2 separate regions of the Mus musculus genome follow, and region 2 is linked to region 1. Evidence: chromatin contacts called from public HiChIP or PLAC-seq data. All regions are on one chromosome and are shown on one strand. Each heading gives the region's core, a stretch centred on a gene start, on an enhancer-like site or on the middle of the called end of the contact. The rest is flanking DNA. Distances are from core to core; before and after follow the strand shown.

What was found. HiChIP or PLAC-seq counts read pairs in DNA pulled down with a chosen protein or histone mark.
Region 2: an H3K4me3 HiChIP or PLAC-seq map of bone marrow-derived macrophages shows a contact between it and region 1, with 2.3 times the contacts expected there. The contact joins the promoter of Vps13b here to the promoter of BC048602 in region 1. A contact is called at or near these places in 1 of 15 datasets of contacts at CTCF or cohesin (large pre-B cells), 5 of 115 datasets of contacts at active chromatin or transcription factors (the SCID.adh cell line, bone marrow-derived macrophages, embryonic stem cells and 1 more) and 3 of 9 other capture datasets (adipose tissue, liver and pancreatic islet).

The regions. Positions count from the first base shown.
Region 1 is chr15:35,326,124-35,332,704 of GRCm38.p6, reverse strand. It overlaps BC048602 (cDNA sequence BC048602), which reads left to right and starts at 4,170. Exons shown (of 3, transcript NR_045280.1): 1 at 4,170-4,325. It overlaps Gm33584 (a long non-coding RNA gene), which reads right to left and starts at 3,715. Exons shown (of 3, transcript XR_383923.3): 1 at 3,413-3,715; 2 at 3,102-3,191.
Region 2 is chr15:35,368,863-35,375,745 of GRCm38.p6, reverse strand. It overlaps Vps13b (vacuolar protein sorting 13B), which reads right to left and starts at 4,628. Exons shown (of 62, transcript NM_177151.4): 1 at 3,969-4,628; 2 at 3,639-3,813. The coding sequence starts at 3,785. LOC115488525 (a long non-coding RNA gene) reads left to right here. Exons shown (of 2, transcript XR_003951638.1): 1 at 1-3,051; 2 at 3,586-5,518.

The DNA of each region.
Region 1 (6,581 bases), core at 2,921-5,420:
AGACTGAAATGTAAAAACCAAGTGTATGAGCAAATTTACTGCTGAATGTTATTCTGAAGAGCCAAGTGTGGCACTCACTCTACAAAGACAGGGGGAAATTCCAGTCTTTTTATCCCTGGTGTGCCTGTCAATTTGGCTTCTAAATGTTTATGTTTGTGCCCATAAATCTATGCTTCTGTCAGCTTTCATCAGAGACAGTTCCCTTTGCTAGATTGAATGTCACTCTTTCCAAGGCTCAAGAGACCATAGGAGAGTTGGTAGAGGAATATTAGAGCCAGAATAGAGACGGAGTTCTGTGAAATACTATCATCTAGGCATGTCATAGCCTTTCACTATCTGCACAAGACTAGCCAAGACTAGGCTGACCAATGCTCTGCCAAGGAGCAAGGAGGTACTCAGTAGGCTCCGCCCCTCCTGGGGATCTATAGGGAGTTGGGGGTTTCTATTGGAGGGAGAGACATTTTCTTCAGTGGTACAGCCACTGAGAAGTTGCTCACCCATGCTCCTATAAGCAACCTTCATTAAATCCACTGTCACACTCGGAAAGAAAGGGACAGAGGGAGGGAGGGAGGGAGAAAAGGAGGAAGGGAGGGAGAGAGGGAAGGACGGACAGAGGGACGGATGGAAGAGCAGAAGAAAAAGGGAGAAGGAAAGAAAGATAAAAAGTAAAAGGCATACAAATAATAGGTGAAAATAAGGACTAGTCGGGAAGAAAAGGGGATCAATAGGACTAGGACAGGAAAGGAAGTGAATTTAATCAAAATACATTATGTAGTGGATGGAAACTTGATCATGAAAACTAGGAGTATGGGCTGGCGAGGGGCTCAGCAGCTAAGAGCACTTACTGCTTGCAGACCTAGGTTTGGTTACTGGCACTCACGTGGTGTTCACAGCCTCCTTTAATTCTAGTGCCTGGGGATTCAGTGCCCTCTTCAGACTTCTATGTTCTCATGTGTGCACACCGTGCACATGCACACACTCAGGAACACAAGTATACAGAAAATAAATCAACATTTAAAGCATTAAAAATGATTATAGGGGGCTGGTGAGATGGCTCAGCAGTTAAGAGCACTGGCTGCTGCTCTTCCAAAGGTCCTGAGTTCAAATCCCAGCAACCACATGGTGGCTCACAACCATCTGTAATGAGATCTGACTCCCTCTTCTGGAGTGTCTGAAGACAGCTACAGTGTACTTACATAATAAATAAATAAATAAATAAATAAATCATTAAAAATGATTATAAATAACTAATATATACTTTAGACTTTAAAAATGAAAAAGAAATACAAATATCTTTTATTTTGTATCTGTAACCCAGGTTTTAGACATAATTAGTTTTTAATAATAAAATATATTAAATATATGTATCACATAATACATATATGTACATATATGTGTATGTGTGTATGTATGTGTGTATGTTTGGCATAAAAGCAGAAGGGGACTGTAAGAATAATACCAGTAGGATGGGGAGGGGAGAGGGAAGAACAAGAGAAATGTCTTAGTTACGATTTCTATTGCTGTGATAAAAATACCATGACCATAAAACACTCGGAGAGGAAAGGGTGTATTTCACCTTCTTCTAGCTTGTGCCAAGTTATATAAAATTAGCTAGTACAAGAGGGTAATATAGCTTTGAGTATGTGCAAAGTGCCATGATATTCATGTTGGAAAATGCCATGATGAAACCCATAACTTTGTATAGTAGCTTTAAAAACTATAAAAATATCCCTGGTATATACTTCTGCTAGTATGTTGTATGAAATAGTATGTCGTATGTGAGCGAAGAGTGTGAAAGCAATGTTTTCCACTGTGTCTAAATCATTACCGAAGTTGGCAGATTTGGAAGGAAAATAAATAAATAAAGTTTTTTTCTCAATTTATTCTTTAAAAAATTTACTTCAATGTTAATTATTCTTAGACAAGTTCTATTTTTAATCATGTTTATTTATTGATTTTGGGGTGTATCTTTGATATGTTTGAGTACATGTGTGCACACATGTGTGCATGTATGAAGGCCAAAGGACAATTTTCTCCTCCCACCTTGTAGGTACTAGGAATTAGAGTCAGGTCACCAGGCTAGATGCTACACATCTCTACCCACTGAGCCATCCTGCTAGAACATAAATTGCTTTATTCTTGCATTAATGATGTTTGTGACTTAATTCTTTTAATCTTGCCACAGAAATGTTCATTTCTTTCTGAAGCTTAAAAATGATATCTTATCATATGCCTCCGTACAGGGGAATGCCAGGACCAGGAAGCTGGAGTGGGTGGGATGGGGAACAGGGCAGGGGGAGGGTATAGGGAACTTTCAGGATAGCATTTGAAATGTAAATGAAGAAAAGATCTAATAAAAAGGGTATCTTAAGTATTAATCTCATCTCTGAAAAATATTTGGAACATTTTTATTTAACATCCATTTCTGCTCTTATAATGTAGAGAAGTAGTATACAACTTGGCAAATAAATTTCATTAGACATGGAAGATTATACTAAAATCCCTACATGTGTTGCTGTAGATATATGATTAATGTTAAAATTTCAGTAAATGCAACACTAAGAAAGCATTGTAGAATGACTACCAAATGAAAAATTATTAGGACCAATTTTAGCAAGTTAAGTAAGTGTGAGTGTGCGCTCAAACATGCCCACATGTATTTTGGTACATGCATATATGAATGCATATACATTTATGTTCATGTGCAAGTAGAGGCCAGAGATTTATAGCAGGGTTTCTCACTCAACCTGGAGTTTGCAGATTTATTTAGTCTCACTGGCCAGCTTGGCCGCAGCATTCTTTACCCCCACTTCCCAGGACTGCTGGGATTATGAGGGGGCTGCCACTCCTGCCAGCCTTGTTACATGGGTACTGCAGATCTAAACTCCATCTCTCACACTGTGCAGCCAAACAGGCTACCCACTGAGCAGTTTCCCTAGTTCCAATGAGCTATTTTTGGATATCTAAATTTTACTTGCTTTTAAACTTTATAATATGTTTTTTACTTAACTTTATAAGGGATTTGCATGAATTCATACTGGATTGTACATGTTGGGTTCTGTCATTTAGTGATACCATTCAAGGCACACAAAGACACTGACTGCTGACTGTGCGGAGCTTCCGTCCTTTAGGGAGAGTGGGGCTCGAGCACACACTCCTCTTACACACCTGGAACACGATGAATGAATGCACTAGGGAGAAGAGCACAGGGCATTAGAGAATTTAGTGGTGGGAGAGATTAGAGAACTTTAAAGATGTAGCATTTAAGTCAGGCGTTGAGGAGTGAATAGAATTTGCAAAGAGATGAGGAAGACATAAATCTCATTTACTATCATGTGTTTATCACACCCACTAAAGTTCAAGCATGTAGGGTACTGTGTTCATTACCTCACTTGCTGGTGTGATACATTACCTCTCAACGACTCTCAGGTTCAGAAGGAAGGTCCATCAGGGCCAGGAAGCTGTAACAGAGGTCCTGGCAGCACGCACACACAGCTGCCACTCCTCACGTCTGGAGGCCAGGAAATACTGACGCTCCCCTTTCCCTTGTGCGCAGTCTAGAACCCCAGCCACCTCCACTCAGTCATTGTAAGTCTCAGATAAACTTCTCCAGAAATGCCGTCATAGACATACCCAGAGGTCTGTCTCCTAGGTGACAGTAAGCTCAGGAAGTCCACAGTGAAGATTAATTCCCTACAGGAATAATGCTACATCTATTAAAAAGATGTATAAATATATTCTCTTCACTTATGAAATTGGAATCTATAAGGAGACATATCCAAATGCTAAGCAAAGAGCTGCATTCCAAATTTATGAAACTAACAGAACAAAGAGCAGAAGTAGCCTCTGGAGAGTGGTGTTTGCTTACTGTGGAGGACATTCTGACGGTGGTGGACTCGATTTTTTAATCAGAGTCTTTGCAACATTTTAATCAGTCATTTTCTTCATGATATCCTTATCGAAGTAAGGTGGCTATTGGCTAATTTGAAAAGAATGAGATGGGGAAACTTCAACTTAAAATGTACTGTTCAAGTGGTAAATATATAAAAGAATATATTTCTAGCCCTATGTGACGGTCTGAATGAAAATGGCTCTCATATGCCCACAGGAAGTGGCACTGTTAGGAGGCGTGGCCCTGTGGACGTAAGTGTTGCCCTATTGGAGGAAGTGCTTCACTAAGGGGTGGGCTTGGAGGCCTCAGAAGCTGAAGTCAGACCTAGTGGCTCACTGCCTCTTCCTGTCTCTCAGCCCCTCTCTAGCACCATGTCTACCTGCAGGCTGCCATGCTTCCTGACATGATGACAATGGACTGAACCTCTGAAACTGTAAGCCAGCCCCAATTAAATGTTTTTCTTCATAAGAGTTGCTGTGATCGCGGTGTCTCTTCACAGCAATAAAACTCAAACTAAGACACCAAATCTGGCGGCTGTGCCCTGGCGCTGTCCTATACTTCAGATATAAACTAGAGCTGTGAGTGAGCCTTATGTTGCTGCTAGTAAAACAAACAAGGTATCTGCTTCAGACAGTTCACTGCGGATCTTGGTGAGGTTCATAAATAATGCTACACAAATTTAAGGTCATTTGCTAAATAGATTTAGTTTCCAATGTAATTTTCCTAAGCTATTTAACCTAATCTAACCTTACCAAAGAGAAAGACCTATTTAACCTAGCTTTACTTTATCCTTGTTTGGGGGACAGGATCAGTAGACTTCCACTACCAGACACATGTATACCGGGTTGAAGCTTTGTGTTTAGCAGAGCCTGGGAAGATGCCTAACTCGTTAACATCTGCTTGAACCATAGCCATTGACCCACCCACAAAAAAAAAAAAAAAAAAAAAAAAAAAAAAAAAAAACCCTAATCATACAGATCTTAAGTTTAATGTTTTGAGGTCCTGACGTGGTTAATTTTGGCCAGAACAACATTATCTCCAAATCATGCTGCAATAGGGCCACTGGGAATTTTCTTTGAAATGGAAGCTATGCTAGGGAATTATGCACGTACACATTAGAGTAAACATTAACAGATGACAGGTTTCTTCATGTCCCATGAATTCTGTCATTTATAATCACTGCCAAATAATTGTTCAAAATGACACAAATCACTTTGAAAACCGAACTCTGGCTCTGTTTGCTTTAATGGGAAACCTATCCCTCTGAGGCTAGACCACATATAACTGAGGCGGACCCATGATTTACACAGGACTGGGGGCTCTATACTGGCCACAAGACATCAGATTTGGAGATTTCTTCTAATCTCTGATCAGAGTTTACACACTAGTCTCCATTAGAATTTGGCCCTGCATTTAAGCATGGCAATAAATTAAATAATTCATTTCATCTTTGCATTATTTCTCTAACAGTAGATTAGCAAATGATTCAACGAAACCCCAATCATATAATTTTGATAGTCTGATAAAGGCTATTATTATAAACAGTATTGTTATAAATGTTTTGAAAGTTTATTTATAAATTGGATTGACTTTGCCTGGTTCCTAGGTTACTGACATGTGATCTCTCAGCAGTAAACAAAAAAAATGTATTGTAAAAATCCTTATTTCAACAAATTATGCCAAATCTTAATAGACATTTTGTTCCAGAGCCTGAAGGATTTTTAATGAAGTCTATTACCTTTATTAGTAGCCAAGAACTGAGAGTCCAGCCTTTCCACTTCCTTTTAAAATGCGAGGTCCGCAAACCTGAAATTTTCACTTTTACTTTTCAATTTTGAACTGACATTCCAATCTGGGAGGGGAAGGAGGAGATGTAAAGACACCAAACACTCGAAGGTACCCCAAAGTGGGATCTCGCTGCTAAGAGCAGCAGCAAGCTTTCTTCTACAGGATCCAGGACTCTGTCGCCCTTTCGCATCCCGGCTGCGAATTCGTCCCTGCAACGCCTCCTGCCGGTCGGAAGCGCAGACGCCTTAAGGGCCTCTCGCCGTCTAGGAGGCCGGGGACAGGCGAGCCGTCTCCGTAGCGCCACCGCGGCCGTGAGCACGCGTGGGAGCGTAGGCCGCAGCACTGCAGCTCTAGGAAAGGGAGAGCGGGGCCTCGGCTCGCGCCTGCCCCCTGGGTCACCCATATGCGTGGGCTGTCACGTCTCACCGGGCCTCCCGCACTCCCACCCTGCCCACCTCCGGCAGCGCGCCCCACTCTCCGTTTCCTGCCCGCCTCTGTCCGCCCCTCCCCCCTCCCCACCCTCCGTGACCCCACGCGGGAGTGCTGGGGTCCAGGCGCTCATCCAGGGCTGGCTGGTGGGAGAGCTGAGGACTCACAGGAGTGTGGGTGTAGCCGAGAGGTTTGGGGTCTTGGGAGAGCTGTGTTGGGGACTTGTGAGACTTTCCTAGGAGAGGCCCTGTAACCTGCTCTTTTCCTGCCCACTCTCCCGCACCCCCACTCTGTCTTTTGCACCCCACCCCACCCCACACCTCTACCCAGTCCTCTGCCTTGTCTTCCCCCATTTCCCTCTTCTTGGAGCTGTTTCTCCTCCAGGCTCTCTCTTCACTTCACCTTTCTGCTCCACATGCTCTAACCTTTACTGCGTGATTGCTTTCTCCCCTCTTTCTGCATCCTAAAGTTC
Region 2 (6,883 bases), core at 3,379-5,878, 43 kb before region 1:
AGCTCCCCAAGCCTGACTTGTGGCATCATTTTTTTCATCTACCGTCCGTGTCTAGAGTAAATGGGTGTTTGTTCCCATCTTCCCCAGAAAGAGTCACACAACAAAATGAAGTGATGGTTAGCATGAATCTCAGATTATGGCAATCAACTGTATACTGTGATCCTTAAAGCAACTACTAAAAGAATAACTCAAAAATAATTTGGAATCAAAAGTATAAGATAAGACTAGAAAACCTCTACTACTTCATACAAAAGTACAAGGCAAAAGGACACCTGAAGAACAAAAATGATGTAAGACACAGAAAGTAATTTGAAAATAGATGAAAATCCAACCATATAAGCACTAAATATAAGTGAATTAAACACTCCAACAAAAACACAGGTTGTCAGACAATTTAAAAATATAGTAGGATGTGAATATATACTATTTACAAAATAAATACTTCAGATATAAAAATATAAATAAAAAAGCAAAATATATATTGTCCTAGTTTGTTTTCTATTGCTGTGATAAAACACTGAAGAAAACCAACTTGGAGAGGAAAGGTTTATTGGCTCATATGTTATAGGCCATCATGGAAAGAAAGGAAGTCAAGGCAGAAACCTGGAGACAGGAACTAAACGCTACTTACTGGCTTTCTACCCCTGATTTGCTCAGCTACTTTTCTTATATAGCCAGACTCACCTGCCTAGGGATGGGACTGCCCATAGTAAGCCAGGCCTTCCTCTATCAGTTAGCAATTAAGAAAATGCCCTCAAAGGCATGCTGGCCAATCTAATGAAGGCAATTCCTGACTGAGCTTCCTCCACCCAAGTGTATCAAGTAGACAAAATAATGCATCACTTATATCATGCAAATATCAACTACAAAAAGCTAAAGTAACTACACTACTAGCAGGCAAGACAGACATCATAAGAGAGGGAAAAATAATGTTACTAAAGACCCAAATAGTTAGAGACCAGCCTGGACGCCATAAAACCCTAACCAAAAATCCAATATGGATAGGCCTAAGTAACAGTTTACTAACAAAACCTACGCACCTGAGTTCAGATCCCTTAGCTAATGCTTTAAAATAAATAAATAAATAAAAATAAAATAGGCATAGCCATTTTATTCATAGCACTAGGGGCCTGAAGAGAGCCAGGAGGATTGCTGGGATTTGTGTGATGTCTATCAGTCTAGCTCCAGGTTCTGTAGAGATTCTGTCTAAACAGATACGGTGGAGAGTGACAGAGCATTACACAAGTACACCATTATGCATGGACACAACTGGCCCTCTGGCCCTCACACACAAATGCAGAGGTTCAAACACACATATACCTTATAAACATATGCCATGCTCACAGACACTACATACACACACACACACACACACACACACACACACACACACACTCATTGCCACACCAAATAAACCAAAACTGGTCAAACAGGACACTTAATAGTGATTAAAAAGATTAATTCAGGAAGATCAGATAAAATATGCAAGAAAAGAGCCACAAAATACACAAAGCAAAATCTAGCAAAACTGAAAAAAGAAAAGGACACTTCAAAAATAATACCAGGAGCTGGAAAAATGGCTCAGTGGTTAAGAACAGTTGAACCTGGAGAGCCAGGTTCAATTCCAGCATCCACATGGCAGCGCACAATCATCTTTAACTCCAGGGATCTGACACCTCTTTGACTTCCAAGGACAAGAGGAACACATGTAGTACATAGACATACATGCAGACAAAACATTCATACACCTTAAATAAATTTTTTAAAGTAAAAATAAAGAAATAATAGTGGATGGTTGGCAAGATAGCTCAGCAGGTCAGGTTTAGTGCCTGTGAGCTTCTGGGTTCAATACTCAGAGCCAAAAGCAACATAAAATAAATTCCCACACAACAATTAGGAAAGGCAAATATTCACATTCTCAAGAAACCCAGAGAATTTACAAAAGATATCCACATAACCAGCCAATACATATAGAAATATTCAAATAAAATACAATGGCACATCACTACACATCCATCAGAAAGCCAAAGATTTAAAGCAACAAACATACCAAGTAGGAGAAAAATTGGGAAATATTTAAAACCATAAGTAAGACTGTAAATTAATACACTCTGTTAAACTATTAACAATACATATTGAAATCAGACATGTGCCTACCTCCTAGATATACTTTAGGGAAACTAATGCTTATGTATATAAATATGCACACAAGAGATTGTTCATAGACACATTATGTTCATAGCCAGCAATATAAAGAAGTGAAAGTTCTACTGACAGAACAGATAAACTGTGACATCTTACAAAATGGAATACAAAAGCAACACAAAGAACAAGCTGCTGCTGACTCAGCACTATGGGTTCATCAAAACAGCAGCAGCAGCAGGAGGAGGAGGAGGAGGAGGAAGAGGAAAAGGAGGAGGAAGAAGAGGAAAAGGAAGAGGAGGAGGAGGGAGAAGAAAGCACCAGTAGCTGCTAGGCAGAAATCACTTCTATTTACCTGAAGCTCAATAGGTTAAAACCCAAACACCTCCTTCACGAAAATCTAACTGCTATGGCATGCGGCTCAGCAGCAGAAGGCCTGGCCAGCATGCAGGCAGTGCTAAGTCCAGTCCTTCATCTGAGTAACACAAAAGTGCAGAAATGAGACCAGCAGTGTCTTGGGAGTCTGGTGTGGTGGGCACACAGGTACATCTTGTAGGGTGCTAGAGACACCCCTGCCTTCATCATGATGGTGAATTCACAGGTATTTCCATACTTAAAGTTCAACAATCATACTTAGGATTTGTTCTCATTTTTAAAAACTAAAATGAAAATATCAAAGACATCCAATAACGTTTGCAGAAAATGGGGAAAGCTGGTTTTCTTAGTGCTTTGTCTGGATTATCCAATAACAAGAGTACGCCATGAAAAGTATTGATAACCATCCCCCCCATCAGCTCAAGCCTCTCCTACAAAGCAGCTGCTCTCTGGCTCTTGCGCTCCCGCAGATAATGTGTATACACATAGCTCAAGCATATGAGAAGTACTTGGCATATGTCATTGATAAATGTGGTAAGTGAATTATTGAGTATGTGAACTTTGAAGTCAGAGTTATTTGCATCAGATCATTCCAATGCCAAACCAAAAAAAAAAAAAAAAAAAAAAAAGAAAAAACCTTAAAAAGTGATTAGTAAAGATGTTTCCAGTTTTACCATCATTCTCAACCTGTGTCTAGTCAATCTGAGGATCCATGAGTGATGTCATTTCTCCTGGTAAAAGGAACAGAACTTTACATGTGCGTGCTCTTGCTGTTTTTCACACTCGCCCACTGACCCAAAAGAAGAACAAGCATGTAATGTTTCCCCGTTTCATATGACATTGTAAGAGTGTGCATATTTGGCAGTGCTTGAGAACTGAGTAAACAAGCTGAAATTTCTATCGGCTGAAAAAATGTTGGGGAATCCTAACAGAATAAGCCCTTACGAGGCAAAAAGCCTTGTATTTGTTTGTTTGTTTGTTTGTTTGTTTTCTATAAAATGAAGTCTCTAACTACACAGTAGGCAAAACACGCTAACAGGAAATTTATTATCATTCAAAACATACTAGACAGGCTATGTCTATCAAGACGAAGATGTTCCGATGGCAGCTGTACTGCTTACCTGTTCCAGAACGTCCAACTTTAACTCGAGTTTGCTGAGAACCACGTCCCCACCCCATAGTGAAAGCTGGAGATCTGAAGGTTTTAAGTTCTTGATATAGCGATTCACATAACTCATTAAAATTGGAGTTACGTACGACTCCAGCATCTTCAAATTTAAGCGTCGAAGTCAGATCCTGAAAAGGGTAAAGACGGAAATTTTGTAAGTAACTGAATCGACAGGCAGCAACTGGAAATGCACTTCTCAGGAAGCTTGGCAAGGCCGCTCTCCCGGATCGCCCGCCCGCCCTCCGGGTCCGGGCGCGAGCTCCCCGCTAACTGAGCGCCTCACCTGACGAGGAGTAGGCAGAGAGGCTGGAGGCGGCCGGCCCCCGGGCGTGGGAGGACAGCACGTCCTGCTTCACTCCTACCCTAGCGCAGCCCAGCCAGAGGCGGTCGACTCCCGGAACGCAGGCGGATCTCCGGCCATAGGACCGAGCTGGCGTCAGGCCCGCTGCTGCCGCCGCCGCCGCACCCGCTCCAAGGTAAACACGCCACAGAGCGGCGGCGTGCGCTCTTCCTCCGGGTACCTGGCGTCCGCCGCGGAAACGCCTCACGCGTTCCGCGCCACTTCCGGGTGTGCGGGCTTCGCCGTCCGTCAGGTTTCCGCGGTGGGGACAAGGACCCCGCGCGTCTGCCTGCCTGGGACGACTCCGGCTTGGCTAGGCCGGGATCCCCGCTGCCACCGCTCTGGGTTAGGAATTAACTCTACGAAGAGCTCGGTGCGGGATGCGGACCGGTAAAGTGGAAGCACCGGCGATCCGGAAGTGGCGCTGCAGGGACACGGCGATGGCCGGGACGTGACCCAATACTGCCCAAGAGGCTTAGTAGTCGGAGGCGGCAGGAACGCAGGGTGCCGTGGAGGCGGGAGAAGTAGCCTTCGTTCTTCAAGCCCAGAAAATTGAGAAACGGTTGTTTTCCGTGGCTACTGGAAGAACTGGAAAGAGGAACTGGGATTCGGTAGGGTGGAGGTCAAAGACAGGTGGGAGGAGCTAAGAAAGGCGGAAGATTTAAATTTACTGCTGAAGTTTTTTTGCAAGGCCGGGAAAGTGGACGTGGGTACACAGTTGAGATCAGGGGTGAACAGCTTAAAAGAGTGAGCTTAAACCATACTGTACATAATCTCGTTCTCAAAGCAGAGGTGAAATAGCCCCTAGTTAGTGTGCATAGGGTGCATGGAATGGAGAGGACTGGCCTACCGTCTAATATGGAGGTCCCCAAAAAGCTGAGAGAATGTGAAAATAAGAGTCCTGAGCCAAAAGTGAAATAAGTGGTAAGGACAGTGTGGATTATGTTACGATGAAATAGATGTATAGATGTTAGTAGTGGTAACTTGTGGGCTAACAGCAATAACTCAAACATCTACCTTAGAAGATAATAGACTGAGTGGATAGAAATAGCATGGGATATGCTGCCTTTTTTTTTTTTTTAAACCAGCCTCTCTTAATTTTAGGTAACTTTTGAAGAAAACATAGTGTCTTGAAAATAGTTTTCCTTTATAGGTTATTCAATGCCCACTCATAAAACTTTTGAAATTAAAAAAAAATACTATTTCTTGAGAGAATTGGAGATTGCTATAGAAAATGGTATTCGTGAGACTGCCAAAGTTCATTTTAATAGTGAAAATAATGAATTAGATTTCGCAGGCAGAAAAAACAGCAAGCAATTGCTAATTCACAGCAGCTGCTTCCTCAAAAGCCTTAATAAATGACCATGTAATGTGAATGTTATGAAAGCCTAATTAGCAAAATAAACATTTTTCTTGTTACCCAAAATACTTGAACAGCAACTAGGTTGAATCCATGGCTGAGAAGTTTTAATATTAAAATTCCCATAAATCTATACATGTGTGACAATCTAATAAAACACTATCAGGATGTTACTCAGATGCTTAAAATAATATATAGAGTGCTAAACATGAAGTTTTTCTTTTATATCCAGAAAAAAGGTGCCAAATCCCTAGCCTAAAAACATTATCTGGATACAATTTGTTTGTTTACTAAAAGTTAATCATTTTCAACCCATGAGTGTTGTTCTATAATCAAAGTAAGTTTAATTCATTTGTATTATTATTGTTTGTCAAATGAGTAGGCTTCTCCAAAGATCCTCTGTTCTCACATCTTTTTTAAGATTTATTTATTTATTATATGTAAGTACACTGTAGCTATCTTCAGACACCCCTGAAGAGGGCAGCAGGTCTCATTATGGATGGTTGTGAGCCACCATGTGGTTGCTGGGATTTGAACTCAGGACCTTCAGAAGAGCAGTCAATGCTCTTAACCACTGAGCCATCTCTCCAAACCTCTCACATCTTTTCTAAGGCAATATACATAAACACAATATATTTTTGAAGTCTCTTCTGAAAGACCATGAGGCAAATTGGGTAGACAGTAAATCTACAGAAGTAGGTCTCAATCTAGCTCAGAACAGGCTGCTTAGCAGAAACTTTCTCACCATTAAATATACTATTAGCTGTAGGATTTTTGTAGACCTATGTTAGCAAGTGGAGAAAGTTCTCTGTTTCAAGCTTGTGTGTGTGTGTGTGTGTGTGTGTGTGTGTGTGTGTGTGTTTCGTGAGTTAAGTGGATCACCTCCAAAGAAGAAATAGAATAAAACAGGAACAGAATTCAGAGTACTACAATCATATCTGCAATATTTTATCTTAAAATACTTGATGCTAGAATGGTGTTTCTCAGAAATTATTAATGTCCAGGGCCGGTGAGATAGCTCAGCCAGTAAAGACACTTGCTGTCAAGCCTGACAGTCATAGTTGGTTCCTGGAGGTCACACAGTTAGAAGAGAGCATTTGACTGCTACAACTCTTCTCTGGCTTCTGACATGCACTTATACAAATAAGTGTAATAAAATAGTTTTAATTATGTTCCACTTCCTCCATAAGGTTTATAAGCACTTAGTTATCTGAATCATTCACAGTAAAATGTAAAGAACAGTCTACATTGCCCTCAACATTCTGATCTTCAAAGGTTCAGCAGAAAAGCCCACTGAGCTCTCAACACTCAGGCACTTTTCTAACCCAAACTTCCAGATCCTTCCACAATCCTCTCCAAAACAAATAAACCCTTTCCTTCCCAAGTTGCTTTTGGTCATGGGGTTTTATCATAACAATAGTAACCCTCACCAAGACACACATTAAATTTTAAAAATCAAATATTTTTCCTATAGAACTTAATTTAAAATATCTCCACA